Linked DNA regions of Danio rerio: region 2 is linked to region 1. Evidence: chromatin contacts called from public HiCAR-type data. All regions are on one chromosome and are shown on one strand. Each heading gives the region's core, a stretch centred on a gene start, on an enhancer-like site or on the middle of the called end of the contact. The rest is flanking DNA. Distances are from core to core; before and after follow the strand shown.

Region 1 (6,646 bases), core at 2,580-5,079:
AGCAGATTGTGCAGTTGTCTCTGGCCTTCTGTCTCCTGTTCTTCAGGGATGGGCACATCATCACAGGCATGGCGAGTAACCCTATAAATAATTACAAAATCATTTTTGAGTTCTTTAAACTCCTCAGCCCAAATGCTTGTTTTATGTTCATAATTCTAAATATTTTTTAAGCATAAAGACAGCACATCAGTGAGTCTAGGAGACAAATTAAACTATATTTATTTTAATTACACTTTTAATGGTTTAGCGTTACAATTTTCCTCTTACTCCAATTATTGCACTCCAGTGTTCATGAAGTATATTGTATGAACAGTTGAAAAAAAAAACGGAATGCTAAATAAACTTATTTAATTAAATATAACAAATTCAAGATAAAACAATCTATTCTGTTTGCTGTCACTGATAAAAAGTTATGTTCATTTTACATTGTTATGATAGTTTTCAAAATTGGCAGATAATACTGCAAACAGCCAAAATTAAACTTATTAAAACATAAATATTAAATAAAAACTGCATAGTATGTCATTTAATGAGAATGTCAAAATAAATCTGCATTGTTTTTTTAAATTAGAAATCTAATTACTTATTACGATCACTTCCTATTTTGCTAATTTCATCACATTCCTGTGTCTTAGTCTCTTTAATCATCAGGGGTTGCCACAGCGGAATAAACCGCCAACTTATGCAGTATATTTTACTGCCATTCCAGCTGCAACCCAGTACTGGGAAACACCTATACACCTCATTCTCTCTCTCTCACACACACACACACACTACGGACAATTTAGCTTATTCAATTCAACTATGGCGTATATATTTGGACTCTGAGGGAAACTGAAGCACCCGGAAGAAAACAACGCAAACTTGAGGAGAACATGCAAACTCCACACAGAAATGCGACTGACCAGGTCGGAACTGGAACCAGCGACCTTCTTGCTGTGTGGCGACAGTGCTAAGCACTGAGCCACCGTGTCGCTTTCTAATTGATCTTTTTTTGTGTAAACGAATAAACATACTTCATTATACCAACTACGGATTATTACATTATTCACATATTTTATCCCTATTGTAATTTTTAGGTCAATTTGGGCCAAAGTATGTGTCAAATCATTTAATAAAAATAGTTAAATAAATATGAAAGAATAGTTATACGTTCCTTTCATTACAACAAATTAAAATGTTTAACTGTTACACAAACTTCTCACATTCAGAACACAAGACAAGACAAGCCAGCAAGTAGAGGTTACATCGTCACTCAGGTCAAAAAAAGATATACAATAACGATAAACTAAATAAAACAATGATTTATGATCAACATTAAAACGTGTCGTACGTTTAATTAACTACCACTCAACCTATCGACCAATGTGTGTTATCATCATCAATAAGTCTTAACGGCTGTAATCGACTAGACCTTAGTGATGGGATTTTTCAAATCAGAGTTCATTGAAAGTCAATGTTTTGGTTTGACAAGTTTTGTTACTGGCTTCAGACCGAAACTAAAAACAAAAAATACCGTTTAGTCCTCTTCCTTACCGCTTCATGTTTACACTTTCCCTCTATTTCCCGTTCCGACAGGAAAGAAGCTGTGGCGGAGAGGATTTTGGGAAATGTAGTTTTAACTCAAAGACTCTCATTCGCGGTGCTCTGCAAATGCCTATCTTTGTAAAAAAAAAAAAAAACCTTAACAGTATTTTCATCCTTCTTTTATTCAAATGTATTGAACTAAACTAAACTATTAAAATGTGCTAAACAGTTTAATTAATAAATAAATAAAATAAAAAAACGAGTTTAGGACTAATTGATTTTTATTTGTGTACTTTCAATTTACACAGTTTATCCAACAAAAGGAAACCATTACTAAACCAATTTATTTAAAAGGGATTTGTTTTTGTTTATTACTCAAAAAAGCAAAAACAAGCAAACACAAAAAACAGTGTAAAATCTTGCGTTGATTCAGAAAGCGAGCACTATGATGGCAGCTGTTGTGATATTGACATTGCAGCCACAAAAATATTAACATGATCACTCATTTATAGCCCTTACAGTCCTGGTGAAAATAAACGCGTATATGTCCCAGCTTCATATTTCCCGTTACACAAATACTTCCAGTTAAGTGGAAAGAAAAGACCATGGGAAATGTGTTTCAGAACAACTGAACATCACAGTCTATAGAAGCAGATTCATTCAAGCCTTTATCCTAAATTATAACTGTATACATTCATGACCCTCCACCTGAATGTCGGATAAGTCAACCATCCAATCTTCAGGGTATGATTGCTGAAAGTTGGCTTTGTAAGTAAGCCGTAATGGTGCGACAAATATATTTACTGCGTAGTTTGTATAGTAACCCTTTACATTGCAATATGCTACATTGTAACTTGCGTACTGTTGGTGAATCCTTGCCTTCCTATCAGCTGAAAAGTTTTGCTGCCACTCACCAAACTCTTCTCGACTATTCTCTATAAACTGAAGACATATTTCTATGTGAAATATATATTTTATATACCAGCAGTTTTTGAAATACTCATCCTGCATTAACAACAATGCCCTCAAAGTCTCTTTATTCATCTTTCTTCGTCTTCAGATGCTCAGTTTGAACTTCTGCAGATTGTCTTGACCACGTGCCTTAACGCATTGAGTTGCTGCCCTGTGATTTGGACAGTTTATGTAATAAACAGCTATTTAATTTTGTTTCTATTTTTTCTCAAGGTTTTCCATGTTTCATTTTAATTATTGCTTCATTCAGTAAACACTTTAAACTAGTCAAAATAAAAGTGTTATTTGTTAAAATGTATGATTATGTTCTAACAGTATTTGTACTTTTATTTGGGAATAAATGCCATCAGTTTGCAGAACAAAACAAAAGTTTTTTTTACACAAACACAACGAACGCCACTTGGTCAAAATAACAAAAGGGATATATTCAGACATGTTTATAGACTATTTATGTTAACACATTGATGTTTTTTGCTACTTAAAAGTAAATATATATATATATATATATATATATATATATATATATATATATATATATATATATATATATATATATATATATATATATATATTAGGTAGAATAACCCTGCCTCTCAGTAACAAAAAAAAAAACAAAAAAAAGATGAATTGCCATTTTATGGGGGAAAATGCTCCAAAAAAAAAACAAAAAAAAAACGATATTTTTACCCAAACACATACCTACGAAATCCAATTTATTTCCGATACAGGGTTCCACACTATTCATTCAGGTTATCCCAACACAAATAGATTAAGTCAACTAAACATTTAAGTGGATTGAACATAAAACGATCAAGTTGTCCCACATAAAATCTCAAAAATTGTGTTGTTTTAGCTCATTTTAAATACGTAGTTCGAACAAGCAGCAATATATATATATATATATATATATATATATATATATATATATATATATATATATATATATATATATATATATATATATAAAACTGTACTACAAATGCTGAATAATGCAATATGAACAAACACACTAAGAACAATAAATAAAATACGTCTTTTTTGTCTGCTTTTGCTCAAATTAGGGGTAATTTTATCTCCAAAAACTAGTCATTCTCATATAAGGCATCATCACCTCTGTAACACATGCAAAAAAGGACCAAAAAAAGTCGAGCAACTTCGAACATCCGGTGCAACTTGACGTCATTAGGCGAGGTGACAAAGTGATGATGATGATGTTTCTGAACTTCTATTATTGTGGTGGCGCGCTGACACACACACACACACACACACACACTTGCAGCGGCTGTGATTGACACAGTGAAGGGGTGGGGACGCAGGGTGGGGTCAGCAGCAGGGAGAGGCGGAGGAGAGACTCACAGCTCGAGCCCAACCCTGAAACACGGCAACAAACACACACCGAAAGACGAACGGGGCGACGGAAAGAGGGCTTGTTTCTCGACGCCAGGGATATGATTTCTGTGAACCTCCGAGCCAACGAGCGCACATTTCTTCTCTAATACTGAGGCGGATAATACTGACTGTTATTCAAATCTCACCCCGCCCGAGCCGACCGACCCCCCCTCCACTCCACCCCTTCACCGCCGCTTAGATACCGAGATGCACACGGAGACTCGGAACAAAAAAGTAAGTCTGTTTATCGTTTGCAATCGACACATTTGCAGCATAGCTTTGGCCGGCTGTGGTTGTTCGCTTTCTGTTCTGCAGGACTCCTCCGGAGTTCCTCATCTGTGAGCAGTTACCCGGTTTCGGTTTGCTCTGCCGTTAACCGTAATGAGCCGATAATATCATCTGAGCGATTCCCGTGCATGCGCCTCTGAGCCCGTGCTTAACTTATCCGCGAACCTGACACGTTGACTCGGGCGCATTTAAAACAGCTGTGCAAAGTGTTAAAGTCAGATAGGGAGAGATTGAGCGACTCGTCTGTCAGAGCCGTCGAGGGTCTGCAGTGCCGTTTTAAAGCGGTGAAGGCAGGAAGGAAGCGCGCCGAATGCAGCTCGCCGGAGAGACACCATCTTAGCTGCTTTCTTAAAGGGGCCGCAGCCTTTATTCTTATGGGGTGATGAGGACATTCTGTTATGCTTGTTGGTCCTCTCAGTTCTGTGTTTTGTATTCCGTGGCTTTCGCTGTTATAAAGAGATGTCAGTGTTTTGGCTAATAATGTCAGGCTCCAGCTAATACCACGCAGGTTACAGCAGTAGACTGTAAGTTATACATAAAACTGTCATGAACATCCCATGATGTCAAGTGAGAAAGGGAGGGGGTGCATTAGTGTAAGTGGTTTGTTTGTTTGTTTGTTTGTTTTTGTTGCACATACACATGTATTGGAACGTCAGGGTCATCATATTGACACGTCTCCTCCTGTAGTACCCTTGAATGTATCTGCAGGGTCATACATTACATTAATTAAAAACATTTTAGCACAAATTTGACTATCACTTATCTTGTTCTGAAATGTACTTGCTCTGGCATTTACAAATTGGAAAAAACATCTATGTTGACGTTTATCAAGCATGTTAATCAAATAATCATTTTTAATTTATTGTAAATATGTACAAACTTAATACAAACATCTACATCTCACAACAATTAAGAACAAATAAAACAAAATATTATATTAACAATACTATCAAAGTATAAATAGATGCTAGGGGTAAAAATAAATAAATAGCTAAGATAATAATAAGAAAAACATTTTATTATTTAAATTATATTTACATAATACTTCATAAGTGTTTTTGTGGCTTTTCTGTTTTCAATGTTACACAGTGTAGTACCATATTGTTTAAATGGTAAGCTAATTTCTTGTCATGTTAATCAAATAATCATGTTATTATAGGCTAATCAAATGATTTTAATAGAAATAAACTGACTAACTGTTATTTTTGTTTCGATAAAAGTTTTGATATCACAAACGCTATTGATTATTTCTAAAAATTTAATTTACAATTGACGATCCACAGACCAGTATTGTAACTATTTCATATAAATACAGTGAGTAGTCAGAAAAGGGATAGAATGTAGCATATGGAAAACAATCAATTCATTGCTTTGGAGAATACATGCAAATTAAATCGCAGTCAAAAAATAATTAATTAATTAATTTAATACATTTAAAACTGTATTTTGTCAACAACGTGAAAAAGTTAATTGTTTATTATATCACAATTGCTATTATAATATTGTAATAATAAATGCTAATGTTACAAACAAAACATTAGTCCATGGTGTTAATAAAGAGCTAATTATGCAAAACAACAACTGCTATATAACCACTAAGGCTGCACAAATAATATTTGACCTGCATAAGTTTCACTACTATATTTTTTATGATAACGGAATTTAAGAATTGAAACAAAACAAAGCTCTGATCGGCGGCTGCACCAATAAGCTTAAATGAAATGTGTGCTGTTGGTAATAAGGCTTAGCACTCCGAAATAACTCGGCTAAGTTCAAACGCTGTATTTGTAGATTTTAGATCCCCTAAATTGACAATCTCCTCATGAAGTTTTACATTCCACTAGTTTATTTAATTGTAATTAATTGAGAGTTTTATGTAATTTAGCAGGTGCAGTTTTTGCCCCCAAGGTACTTTGCAGCAGAATGTAGTTATTAAAATAATAAAATAATATGCTAATGTAACTATTGTTTCCTACTGTGATAAATGGCTCGTAGGTTAATAAATGGGTGATTGGTAAATATGTAATATTGTTGTTGACTGTTGCAATAACGATCTTTCTTTTGATATTACTAACTTGCAAAATGTTTTTCTGTCAGCAATTTAAAAACAAGACAATTAATTTTGTAATCATCATTTTAAGATAAACAGGTATTAGAGCTAAAAAAAAGATATTAAGGTGCAAACATTTAGACTTCAAAACACCACAAATGACCTCAGCAGAAATTCTGATTTATAATGTTGTCAAATGCTTTTGAAAACTGATTTTTATCTTAATAATGGTCTAAGCAATGTCTATATCGATTAAATAAAGTTAATTTTATTCTGCAAAAAGGATATTGCATATACTGTTATTGCAAAAGCGACAATGTTTCTATTTAGTTTACAGCCTTATAGCATCAGTGTAAATGTGGATTTTGTTGGGATGAAGCATCTGCAATGCACACACACACACACAGGGAATCTAAATGG
Region 2 (6,646 bases), core at 1,720-4,219, 71 kb after region 1:
TTCATTTAGCAGATAATCTTAATACTCTTTGGCATCTCCAAATCATCTGCAACGGCTTGGGTTAAAGGTCACGTCAGGAGATATCAGCCCAGAACTCAAACTGGCCACACCTTGCCTATATGTCAATATGGAACATAAATTTAGCTTATTTCTTCCTCCCCCCCCCCCCTCCTCTTTTCTTTGTCCTGTGGAGTCGAGAACTGTGTGCTTGCCAAAAAACACAAAGAAAGCTTCTCACAAATTTAAAATAATGGTCTGAATCATATTAGGTCCTGGAAGTGATGTTGTTTGAATTAAATTGTAGGCAGGAAGGCTGTTCTGGTCTTGATTTAATGGCTTATTTGAGAAATGGCTCCAGTGTTCCACTCACACCTCATTTAAGTGGGAGGCTTTTTTAAACAAACGCAACGTGTGAACCGAACAGTATATACATATATAGCCGGGTTCAAATGAGACCTTGTTGGAAATCTAAAAATTCGAATTTTAAAGGGGACCTATTATATCACTTTTCACAAGATGTAAAATAAGTCTCTGATGTCCATTGAGTGTGTATGTTAAAATTCAGCTCAAAATATTTCATGGATAATTTTTTATAACTCTTTTAGGCTCCTTTTAGGCTTTGATCTTAATTGTGCATTTGTGTCACTTTAAATTCAAATTTTTCCAGCTCTCTTTTTAAAAGAGGACAGAGCTATAAATGCCTGTGTGTCATAATATATCTCTGTATTGTATATTTAGAGTGTGTGTTATTTGCAGATTTAAGAACCAGACAAAACTGTTGTATGTATGTATGGATGGATGTATGTATGTATGCATGTATGCATGTATGTATGCATGCGCGTGTGTGTATGTGTGATTGTATGCATATATACACACACAACCACAGTAAATTTAGATATAAACATATGTATAGATACAGAAATAAAGATATAGATATATAGATAGTATTTTGCGGTACTATATATATACTTGTACTATATATAGTACTTACACACACACACACACACACACACAGAGTAGAAGTCAGAATTATTAGCCCACTTTTGAATTTTTTTTCTTTTTTAAATATTTCACAAATTATGTTTAACAGAGTAAGGAAATTTTCTCAGTATGTCTAATAATATTTTTTTCTTCTGGAGAAAGTCTTATTTGTCTTAATTCGACAAGAATAAAAACAGTTTTTAAGTTTTTATGAACTAGTTTATGTTTGACTGTCAACAGAAAAAAACATCATTATACAATAACTTGCCTAACTACTAATCTGCCTAGTTAACCTAATTAACCTAGTTAAGCCTCAGGTGAACGATGTAGGAATTACAACAGTTTGCATTTGTGCCTCCTACTTGTTAAGGGACCAAAAGTAATTGGACAGAATACTTATAAATCAAACTTTTACTTTTTAATACTTGGTTGCAAATATATATATTTAAGTTTGAGTAGCTTATTTTTTATTTTTCTAATTAATTGTAGTATTTATTATTAGTTTTTTAATTATTATGCCTGTAGAGATTTTATTTATTTTTAAACTGGACAAAACTAAGAAATGTATTTTTGGTAACTAACTTTAAAAAATTCTTGTTAAGGCCAGTTACTGCAATCATAGGTGTTCATAAGACTGTCATGACAACTTTATAATCATGACGTGACACAAGTCATATATATGAAGCAGATTTCATGCATGTTTATGACAACAAGTCATTCGCTCTGTTATGTCAAAGGGAAATGAGAGATTGTTTGAGATGTCTTTAGGACAGCTTGACATTACCAAGACAACATACAACTTGTCGTAAAAAACATTTTCATGATAAATTCAATTGTTCCACTGTAGTTGAGGTCCAGAAAAATACGAAGGACCCTGTTATAATATTCATGACACAGTTATAAACTCCTCATGAAATGTTTATAACAGATTTAGTACAAGTTAAGTTGTCTTGGTAATGTCAAGTTGTCATGAAAAAGAGGCGGTCAGGTTCTGTTGTCTTATAATGTCAATGACAAAGACATCTCACGTTTGCATTTAAAACAACATAACTGAACTTATGACACTAAATGACAGTTGTTATAAGCATGCATAAAATCTCTTTCTTATTCGTGACGTTACTTCTTTAAGTAAATTGTTGCCATTTGTTTTCCTTATATTTATGTTTATATGTTATTATTATATTCAACTCATTATTGAAATACAAATCAGCATTTAAGTCTAATCTCTTATTTTTCTTCTCTTGTGTGTGTTTTCAGTGCGCATAAAGCCGGGCTCCACCTCTCCAGTGGAGTATCAGTCTGAAAGTGATGCTGAGAGCGGCACAGAGTCTGGATCGGCCTCTTTTAGCACGCAAGGGATGGAACCTAGGTGAGGGAGAAACGGCATCTGCATATACATCTATCTCCATGCTTTCATCTAGAAATATATATGGCAGGGTAACTGGCATCCTGGTCTAATGGCATCACTGCACCACTTCTCTGGACGATTACATAACCTTCAGCACACTGGAGGCCCGTGGCTCTTCTTTGCCTTGATTACAAGCTGGATGCATCCTCTTCTGTTGTGTGTGTGTGTGTGAGTTGCTGGGCAGGGTTCTCTCCAAACTGGGTGTAAACAATGTTACATAACTTGCAATGTCGTCACACCTTTGAAACACAGAGTAAAATGCAAAGAAGGACAGACAGAAGTGGCTGGGCAGTCAGCAGAATGAAGATCAAGAGGGTCTTTCGTGTAGAATTGTTCGAACATGCGGGCAGATGATTGTTGGAAGAGGGAAAAATTCTATGGAAATGAGTTGGGAGAATGAGGGGAAAGGGAGTGAACTGGTTTACAGTGAGGGAGGGGAAAGGAAGAGGTTGAGAAGGAGAAAGAAAGAGGAAGGAAAGGAGGAGAAAGAAAAAACATGACAGGGGGAGGGGGATTGGGAGAGGGATCGGCATTGAACTGGAAGCTCTCCAGCTGTATGGAATTTAGATACACATACAGATTTGCTCGTCAGCGCCCCCTGGTGGACACATGAGGCTCTCGCGTGAGGGTCGTGAGTCACAGTGTCATGGTGCTACAGTATTTGCATATATTAGTCATAATTCTGTGATGGCCCAGAATCATTTTAAGTAGCATTTTCATAATGCCAGGTTATAACATGCATGCATAACCATTAGCGGCTACTGTTTGGTTCTATTAATATTGATTTTACTTTATGAAATCAGCGGAAATCACAGAACAGAGAGGTAGAATATAATTCCGTATGAGTTTATAGTGTGTGTGTGTGTGTTTATACACACACACACACACGCATATATATATATATATATATATGTATGTATGTATGTATGCATGTATGTATATGTGTATGTATGTATGTGTACGTATGTATGTATGTATATATATATATATACATACATACATATACACACACACACACACACACACACACACACACATACATATATATATATATAAATAAATATATAAATAAATATATATAAATAAATAAATATATATATATATATATATATATATATATATATATATATATATATATATATATATATATATATACATATATATATATATATATATATATATATATATACATATACACACACACACACACACACACACACACACACACACACACACACACACACACACACACACAGTTGAAGTCAGAATTATTAGCCCCCTTTTGATTTTGATTTTTTGAATATTTCCCAAATGATGTTTAACAGAGCAATGACAATTTCACAGTATGCCTGATAATATTTTTTTCTTCTGGAAAAAGTCTTATTTGTTTTATTTTGGCTAGAATAAAAGCAGTTATAAATTTTTTAAAAACCATTTTTGAGACAAAATTATTAGCCCCTTTAAGCTATTTTTTTTCGATAGTCTACAGAACAAACCATCATTATACAATAACTTGCCTTATTGTCTTAAAAAATATCAAGTAAAATATTATTTACTGTCATCATGGCAAAGATAAAATAAATCTGTTATTAGAAATAAGTTTTTAAAACTATTATGCTTAGAAGAGTGTTGAAACAATCTTCCCTCCATTAAACAGAAATTAGGGAAAAAATATACAGAGGCGCTAATAATTCTGACTTCAACTGTATGTATATATATATATATATATATATATATATATATATATATATATATATATATATATATATATATGTAAACACACGTGTGTGTGTGTATTGAACAACACCCATTTTTGTCTTGATATGAAAGATATATCAATGTGCAATACTGTATATGTAATATAGTGTTGGGCTAAAAGTAATACATAAAAGTTTTAAGTTTATCTTACTCTAAATAAGGCAAAAATAACAACACATACTGCCTTTCTTTGAAAAATAAATAACAATTTAGTTTGTTTTGTTTTGCTTTTCCCCAACACTGTCTATAATTGAACGTCATATAAACAGTCACTTTGTTTTTTTACTAGATGAATCAGGATAGTGTCAGGTCACTGTGTAATGCTGGTGGAGGAAAACGTTTCCTGACTCACTCCTCCAAAACATCCTAAGTGGCTTAATAATATTTAGGTCTGGTGACTGTGCAGGCCATGGGAGAAGGTCATCTTGCTGTGTGTATTGGTGCGTTATCATCCTGATACACAGCACTGTCTTCAGGATACAATGTTTGAACTATTGGATTCACATGGTCCTCCAGAATGATTTGGTAGTCCTTGGCAGTGAAATGGCCATCTAACAGAAGTGTTGGGCCTAGGGAATGTCATGATATTGCAGCCCAAACCTTCACTGATCACCCCACACTAACTCTCTCGGATATGGGAAAGACAGTGAAGGTGGTCTCATGTGATAGTGGAAAACATTTTCCTCCACCAGCATCACATGGTGACCTGGACACTGTTCTGCAAGCCTTTTATTTACTATAAATTATGAGCAAAAGTTTTTGGTAACACTTTATAATAACTACACACTATGAACCATTTATTAAGCATTAGCATGTAGTGAATTCATTATTTGTTAAGCATTGACTCTACATTAATAAATGTTAGTAAGCAGTTTATAACTGCAGCTACAAATGCTCTATTCTTGACTTATAAGCACCTATATAATGTGCTTAATAATTGTATTTTCATACTTAGATAACAATTTATTTTTCTTTACTAAATTAAGTATTGCATTATTTACAAACCAGTTGTATTTAAGAGTAGTTGAGGGTTTTAAGAATCATTCAGAATGAGTTAGAAAATTATTAATAAACTATTGAAATCAACATTTATATATCTTTAATAGTTAACTAATATGTTAATAAATGCTTTATTAACTCAACTTCATGCAGTTTTGTGACCTAATCTAAAATGAGGACTATTCATGCTTTATAAATCCCTTATAAATGACTAATAAAGGCTCAGAATCAAATAAACAAGAATCTCTGCAATCTTTTCTAAAAAGTAAAAATTATTGTAAAGTTCAAACATTGCCAAACAACAGGAGTGTCAAAATACGACATAATACTGGATAAAACAACAACAACAATACAATAGTTTAACAATGTAATAAGATGCAATGTTTAAACTCTACAGTGATTTTATTTTAGATTAGGTTGCAAAGATTTATTTTTCAATTGAAGTACAGTTTCATTTGTGTATCTTTAAATGAATAGGAATGAATAATGTCATTTTTTTAATAATTTAACTGAGCCTTTATTTGTGATTTATAAGGGATTTATAACGCATAAATAGTCCTCACTTTAGATTGAGTCACAAAACTAGGTGAAGTTGAGTTAATAAAGCATTTATTAATATACATAGTAACCATTAATATATGCCTGAATAATCAGAAACCCTCAACTACTCTTAAATACAAATGGTTTGTAAATAATGCGATACCTAATTTAGTAATGAAAAATAAATCATTAACAAAGCATGAAAATACAATTATTAAGCGCATTTTAAATATGTTTGTAAGTCAAGAATAGAGCATTTGTAGCTGCAGTTATAAACTGCTTTCTAACGCTGATTAATATAGAGTTAATGCTTAGCAGATAATGAAGTCACTATTTGCTGATGCTTAATAAATGATTTGTGGTACCAAGTTTTTTTTTTTTTTTCACAAAGCTTCAATAATTTAGAAACGTTATAAAGATGCATAATATATAATACAGTTTGCTTTATAGAGTTAAACGTGTTACAGTGTTTGTGTTATTCACCTATTGTGATCACTGTAATCCAGTGGACTTTTGATGGATTAATCTGTTTTGCTCATAAAAAATAATGCTGAATGTTTGTACCTGCCTTCACATGCTCAAACTCTCCTGTAATCTTTAGATTATTGCAGAGGTTCAAGTTTGACTGCAGCTGGTCGCCCCACCTTAACTCAAATCTCAAATGTTTTGTGTGTGTGTGTGTGTGTGTGTGTTTTTTTGTAGTATAAATACAGATGTGGACATTCCAGCTGACCCTGACTCACCGGACATGAAGAGACGACGCGTTCACATGTGTGATTATGACGGCTGTAACAAAGTCTACACCAAGAGCTCACATCTAAAAGCCCATCGCAGAATACACACAGGTACACGCACCTTTCTGGCATTATCTTCATCAATACTGTTATTAATATTTATTAGGCCTGGGACAAGCTGATGGTCAGCCGTTGGGCTTTGTCGCTCAGGCTAGTTGGTTTGGTG

What was found. HiCAR-type assays count read pairs that join an accessible place to other places.
Region 2: a contact with region 1 is called in a HiCAR-type map of caudal fin, with 4 times the contacts expected there. The contact joins the enhancer-like site here to the promoter of klf8 in region 1. A contact is called at or near these places in 4 of 18 Hi-C or Micro-C datasets (caudal fin, embryo, hematopoietic stem cells and 1 more) and 3 of 4 datasets of contacts at active chromatin or transcription factors (caudal fin, embryo and gastrula embryo).

Annotation. Positions count from the first base shown.
Region 1 is chr21:41,332,668-41,339,313 of GRCz12tu, forward strand. klf8 (Kruppel like factor 8) reads left to right here and starts at 3,830. Exons shown (of 6, transcript NM_001080003.2): 1 at 3,830-4,122. The coding sequence starts at 4,096. rbm41 (RNA binding motif protein 41) reads right to left here and starts at 1,585. Exons shown (of 8, transcript NM_001007405.2): 1 at 1,537-1,585; 2 at 1-81. The coding sequence starts at 1,544.
Region 2 is chr21:41,404,827-41,411,472 of GRCz12tu, forward strand. It overlaps klf8 (Kruppel like factor 8), which reads left to right. Exons shown (of 6, transcript NM_001080003.2): 4 at 2,239-2,350; 5 at 6,389-6,531. Among named protein-coding and RNA genes, the nearest start is that of klf5l, 49 kb to the right of the region's middle. Within about 2 kb of position 2,970, at least 25 of the 62 cell types and tissues checked have an H3K27ac peak or open chromatin away from gene starts, as enhancers often do. A contact at or near this core is called in caudal fin, where this site is marked.